Regions from separate parts of the Sus scrofa genome. Here region 1 is linked to region 2. A link is a contact called in public Hi-C data. All regions are on one chromosome and are shown on one strand. Each heading gives the region's core, a stretch centred on a gene start, on an enhancer-like site or on the middle of the called end of the contact. The rest is flanking DNA. Distances are from core to core; before and after follow the strand shown.

Region 1 (3,493 bases), core at 730-3,229, 780 kb after region 2:
GAAAAGTCCAGGACCAGACGGCTTCACTGGTGAATTCTACCAAACATTTACAGAAGAATTTGTACCAATCCTTGTCAAATTCTTCCAACAAATGGAAGAGGAGGGAACACTTCCAAACTCATCTTACCAGGTCAACATTACCCTGATAACAGAACACAGGAGAACTCTGTAAGAAATAAATATAACAGGCCAATAGCCCCCATGAGGAGAGGGGAAAATGGGTGAAGGTAGCTAAAACATACAGACTTCCAGTTGTAGGATAAATAAAATCAAGGGAAGTAACATACAGCATGGTGCTACAGGTAACAATACTGTGTTGTATATTTGAAAGTTGCTAAGAGAGTGAATCTTAAAAGTTCTATTCACAAGGAAAAAAATGTATCTATGTGAGGTGATGGATGTTCATTAAACCATTATGGTAATCATTTCCCCATATATGCATATAAAATCTTTATGTTGTACAGTTTAAACCAATGCGATGTTATATAACAGTTATATCTCACTAAAACTGTAGGAAAAAAAGAATCTAGGAGTTCCCATCGTGGCTCAGTGGTTAATGAATCCGACTAGGAACCACGAGGTTGTGGGCTCAATCCCTGGCCTCGCTCAGTGGGTTAAGGATCCGGTGTTGCCCTGAGCTGTGGTGTAGGTCACAGACTCGGCTTGGATCTGGCATTGCTGTGACTGTGGCGAAGGCCAGAGGCTACAGCTCCCCCTGGACCTGTAGCCTGGGAACCTCCACATGCCACAGGTGAGGCCCTAGAAAAGACAAAAAGACAAAAAAAAAAAGAATCTGCAAAGTAATTTTGACACTTAATAATGCATAACTGTCATTGTACTGAATGATAATTAGGAATCTGTGATAAAAAATTCTTGTAATGGTTACAACTATATTACTGTTACAGAGTCAAATTATTTTTCCTTTTTTTGTAAAAATTAATTTTCTTGATTTTTTCAATAAAAAGGTAAATATTAAAAGTCTATTCTGATTCTGTAGGCAGTTTAAACTTGATCACACTCATGCTGACTGATTTACACATTTAAAAATCCAAGGTCTTGAATTCCTACTTCACGGATTTATGGGGATTGAACAGTTCATGTTGTTGAAGATGAGCTGTGTTCCTCAAATTTCTTCCCCCATAATCCAGACAAGACTCAGGGCAGATAGGACCAGTCCTCTTACCTGTATCCCCTGCCACAGACAACCTCCTTGCAGGAAGAAAAGGAGCAGAGTGAGTTAAGTGAATGATGCGAGAGGCCCAGGAAATAATGGATTCGGGATTTTCATTCATTCCTTCTTTCCCAAATATCTGGATGCCCTTCGTAAAGCATTTGCACAACATGTCTGTTCTCTCTTCTTTTACAGGCCTGCCTGAGAAGACAAGGCAGCACAGATGGGGCTCTGAAGGAAATAAATCTTACTCAGCTTTTCACATAATGCAAGTGCTAGCTATTGTTTTTAGCTGCCAAGTACATCAGTTAGATTACTGGCCAACCCATCATACCTTCTAGTGGCAAAACTTACATTCCCAAGCATTTGGCTCAGACCAGACCAAGCAGAATACTTATTCCTGTGGTGAAGTAAGTCAAATGATCCAAGCCACAGTATTTCACCAGGATTGTTCTAGATGGAGACAGCAAGGAAGGCCTTGCTTTTGGACACTAGAGTTGGAAGTTTGTGAAAATACACGCTAGTGGTGTTATTTCTCGACTTGCAGACTTGTAGAGAGTGTGTGTTTGCAGTAGGAGTAGGAGATAATGAAACCACAGAAAGATAGCAGAGTTACAGATGCAGTGAGAGATGAGAGACAGACAGACAGAGACCAGGAAGCATTGAGTGCTCCAGGTCTGAGATTCTAAAAGCTGACATTCCTCAGGGTGTTAGTCAACGAAAATTTCTGGGCAGAGGAGCCTGCCTCCTCGTCTCTGTATCACACTTCACCATCTGTGGCCGAAAAACAGCACTCACCATGCCCGGGGCTCAGAATACGTCTTATACAAACAGTTCTTTCAACCCCTGGCCTCCAAGTCCTTATCTTCTACCAGCAATGTCCTCAACTTACATCTCCCAAGAAAAGCAACTCTTTTCAGGTATAAAGGAGTCAATTCCAGGGTAGACATTCCCTCAAGGGAACTAAATCTGTTGCAATTCAACTCTTGTCTACCAAGTGAACAATTTTTTTTATGTAATTAAACAAACACTTCTTTTAAAAACTGTAGTCTTTGCTGTATATTTACATAACAAAAAATTCAAGAGGTTTAATCAGAACAAAGGGGCTGACTGTCCCAAATGTGGTTCAATGTTTTTGGAAACAAAGAAAACTACTGGCAGCTTTGAAATGGCAATTTTTTTTTTTTCCTGCTCCTATTCTTCTAAATCATGGTGTCAAGATTAGTCCTAGTTTTAGCCACTTTCTTCCCTGCCACTTTCTTCCTCCTTGTCGCCTGTTCAAGAAGCTTTTCACAGCTTATGACCTACAAGATGGAATTCAATCCTTTGAATGGTAGGGCAGGTGACTTCCATCTTGCTCCAGATGTTATTCTAAAGTTCCTGTGCAGATCATAACCATCTGAGTGGGGTTATTCTGTGAGTAGTTAGAAAGGAAGGACTGATACAAAGTGAAATGCCAGGGAAAAAGTGATGGAGCATGATAATGTGAAAAAAAGAATGTACACACGTATGTGTGACTGGGTCACCTCGCTGTGCAGTAGAAAATTGACAGAACACTGCAAATCAGTCATAACGGAAAAAATAAAAATCATTATAAAGAAAAAGAAACTACATGGAGGTAATTAGTTGGATTAATCTGTTATGTGGTGGGTTCAGAGCTCTGTGACTTTAAGGACACCTGTGGCACATTCTTGAGGGCAGGATGAGGGCAGGACTAGTAGCCTTCAAAAGAGACCAGGTTAGAACATAATACGGTTAGAACATAATGCAGTCCTCATAGCTCTGAGCACAGTGTAAGCTCCCTAATTTCTTGCCCCACCTCTTCACACTGTTGCCAATGTGGTAACAGCTATAATCCTGATCGGTCTCTTTCATGGAGTTTTCACAACAGTTCTCCCTTCAGTCTTGATGCTTTTGCTGTTTGACTGAGTTCCAGACCTGGCCCTACTCTTCTTTCTGCTTTTGTTATTCAGGTTAACAGCATAAAGGGGATTTTGGCCTATTACATGACATGAGATATGACACAAGACAATTTCGGTACTCTTTTTGTCCCTAGGAAGAAAAGGGATGGGTATTTGAAAGAAAGACCCATAATTACCACGAGTAGGACTATGTTAGAAAAGCTGAGCTGAACAAGGATCGGATTTCAACTGGAAAGTCAGCACAAATAATTGGATTGGCCTCATTTTTCCTCTAGCACCATCCTGTTGTTCAGCAAGAGATTAGAAGCAGACACTGGGGAAGATTCAGGGTTTGGTGACATAACACAGATCCACTACATAGTTAGGCAAGTCTAGGGTACTGAACTGCTGCTAGGCATGG
Region 2 (3,228 bases), core at 388-2,887:
AAAGTTTCACTCCTCGGCCAGGTATGACAGTTTAAAGGAGAACAACATATTTCAGACTATGCCAGAGGTCCCCTACCTCTTGGCTGGGGGTGTGGGGATGTGGGGGTGGAGGTGGAGGTAGACGCACAACCCACAGAAAAACTGCCCTGTTTTCATAAGGTTTTGTAAACTGTCTTATCTTTGGAGAACAAAGCCGCTCCTCACTCACCTTTTTTTTTTTTTTTTAATGATGACACCATTTTTCCTTTTTATTTGGAAACAAAAACTCCATTTCTCCTTCCAAATACTTTTTTTAGTTTTCTGTTCACCAGTATGAAAGTATTTTTCAGGATCATCATGAGAAATACCACCATGAATTAATGTGTCCAGAACTGCCATCTCCCCGAAAAGGTCAAAAATTTTAAACACGGATAGGCCTTTTAGACAATTTCATACAAAAATAGAGAACCTGTTTAAATTTCAAACTAAAAGCTAAGAACGGGTAAGCATCAGTAAACAGTGGCTGCACTTGCTCTGCCTGACCACCAGGTGGCCAAAGCACAGGCTTCCAGGGTTTCCTGGTAAGGTTGCTGGTCTCCTGGATGGTGACTTCCGGATGGTAATGAATCACCTATGCATCCACTGAGGTGACTCCACTAAACGCCACTCCATCCAGGTATGGTCTAAACCCTCGAGTTATGTTCCTGCACATCTGTCCTTGTGAATAGCTCTCATGCGGCTTTCCACGATCTGATGTGTTACCAAAAGACACTTGTTCTACAGATGCCAAATCAGGAGTTTCTAAACTGTTACAAAAATCTGAGAGGTAAAGATAATTTTGACTTCTTATTTCTAATTTCATGAACTTCCTCTCCAAAGGACATGTAATTTACTACCTACATAGACTTAGTCGTATTCCCTTGGGGACATCAAAAAGAAAATGTCAAGAGAGTCAGTGTGGTGTCACAGAAAGAAAAAAGGATTAAGGAATCAAGAGCTGTGCTGTTCAATACAGCAGCGAACCGGGGGTGTAGCTGCTGAGCACTTGAAAAGTGGCAAGTCAGAACGTATGAGTAAAAAATATGCTGACTCCAAAAACAAAAAAAGCATGTAATATATCTCAATGATTTTTTTTACACTGATAAAATGTTGAAATGCTTAATATTTAAATGTAATAGATTCAATAAAATATGACACTAAGTTCACCTATTTCTTTTTACTTGTTGAACAGGACCACTAGAAATTTAAGTATTACATGTGTGCCTCGCCACTGGACAGCACTGATACAGAGGATTCAAATCCCACTCCTGTTTCTCTCCCTGATTCACTGTTCTAGAACGCCCACTCATCTTGACTCATGGTTTCAGTTTCTCAACATACCTCACTCAGCAAACACACACTGAGTGACTACTCTAGACAGATACCATTGCGAAGTACTCTTCCCAAAATGTGTAGCTCCTGCACTGTCTGCCTCACAGAACTGCTGCGCTATCCATTCTAAAGGCAGGGCAGTATCATCTTTACTTCCCAACCATAACGACAAATAAAGAGGCACAAATAAAGAGGCACATAAACTTCCACCTAACACGGAAAGACCTTCCTCACACAGAACAGGGCGGAGGGAAGTTACACAACGACTTCCTCGTTCCACCCCCAGTTGGTTAGGAGCAAGGAGTTACCAGCTAAAGCAGGGATCATTTACATTTCAAAAGGCCTCTCAGTACCAAGACTCAGCAGCCTCCTCTAACTCGCCCCTAAAGGGATCACAAAGGATTTTGATTTATCTAAACCCAGTTAACACTTGACTTTCCATAAATTATCAAATGGATGAAATGAAGTATACTTACACCTTGCTTCTTTTTTCAGAAGTGTTTTTTATTTCTAACGAAATGGTTTAACATGAAACTCAAGTGGCATCTCTTGTGTATCAGAGGCACCATATTCTTCTGACACCATCCTCACTGACCCATATTTCCTTCTCCCACAAATTTTATCTCCTTCAAAAAGTCTCTTTCTATAACCCATACCTAAAGCTGAGTCTGTCACCTCTACAGGTAAGGGGGCTTTTTTAACCCTCTTTCCTGCAGACAGTCTTTTGACAGACAGACAGACACACACACACACACACACACACATGCAGTCAGCAGAAGAGCTGCTTCCATTCTGTTAAATGGAATGTACATCAGGTGATCACAGGGCTTACCTATTCTGTTGCTAACTTTTATTTCAAGCACAATTTTAACTGAAATAAAAAGGACTATGTGGTCTGCTAATAAATGCTTGTTGTAAGTCAAATGCTGTGCTTGAAGCCTCTTCTCTAGCTTCTCCTGTTGAGAGGTCTCTCACTCATTTCCCTTCCTCTTCACAACTACCAACATCTTGGATTGCACCACCTCACACCTGGATTACGGTAATAACTGTGCACTGGACCGACAAGCCTGGCTAGCTCACACCTGCGAAACATTCTAGACTCTACTGCTAAACTGATCTCCCCAAACAGCAACTTCACCTTGCCATTCTTCTGCCAAAAAATGTTCTGCAAATCCCTACAAATGAGGTCAAACATCCTCAGATCTGGCACGGCCTACTTCTAGCTCTTAACACACAGCTCTCAGCCCTAGCTCGTCTTGACTCTGTTCAGCTCCACCTTGAAGCAGCTACACATCCTTCCCCCACGACGCGGAGTGCTCTTCCTGGTCTTCCCCAGCAAACCAAAATCTCATTCTTCTTTGCTCCCACAAGGCCCAGCACCAAACTGCTTCCATCCTTTTAAGGTAGCACAGAGTTTGGTAGAAAACACTGACTCTAGGAAGCCAGACAGAACCCATGTACCAGCCCTAGCCCGGGCATTTATGTAGTGGATTGTGTGACTGTGGATAAATAAATCACTTCCCTAAGCACAGAATCTGCTTTTAAATTAGGGCTAAGAAATTGTTCATAGAGTTGTAATGATTGAACAAGACTTCCTTTGTTAATCTGTTGACAGCAGTCAACTTGAGGAAAGATATTCTATCTATTCCTCTCTATTTATACCAACACATCATACAGTATATGACATATGCTAAGAACTCAAATCAAACCAAGCTGAATCAATTTCATTTAAGGAATCAGAATACACATGGCAGGGACTGCTGGCTGCTCACCAAAATCACTAGTTTCCTTTTCTTCCAGAGTACTCAGCTGGATCACATTTCCCCACCTCCCCTGCATGTGACTGAACTCCCGCCAATGAAAAGCAAATGTAAGGAT

The links. A called contact is a pair of places that touch in the nucleus more often than the background predicts.
Region 1: a Hi-C map of embryonic fibroblasts shows a contact between it and region 2, with 1.8 times the contacts expected there. The contact joins two enhancer-like sites. A contact is called at or near these places in 2 of 47 Hi-C or Micro-C datasets (embryonic fibroblasts and subcutaneous adipose tissue).

What each region holds. Positions count from the first base shown.
Region 1 is chr8:122,071,887-122,075,379 of Sscrofa11.1, forward strand. No RefSeq gene overlaps it. Among named protein-coding and RNA genes, the nearest start is that of STPG2, 41 kb to the right of the region's middle. Within about 2 kb of position 1,980, at least 9 of the 83 cell types and tissues checked have an H3K27ac peak or open chromatin away from gene starts, as enhancers often do. A contact at or near this core is called in embryonic fibroblasts, where this site is marked.
Region 2 is chr8:121,296,989-121,300,216 of Sscrofa11.1, forward strand. All of the region lies in intron 9 of METAP1 (methionine aminopeptidase 1), which reads right to left. Among named protein-coding and RNA genes, the nearest start is that of ADH5, 32 kb to the left of the region's middle. Within about 2 kb of position 1,638, at least 32 of the 83 cell types and tissues checked have an H3K27ac peak or open chromatin away from gene starts, as enhancers often do. A contact at or near this core is called in embryonic fibroblasts, where this site is marked.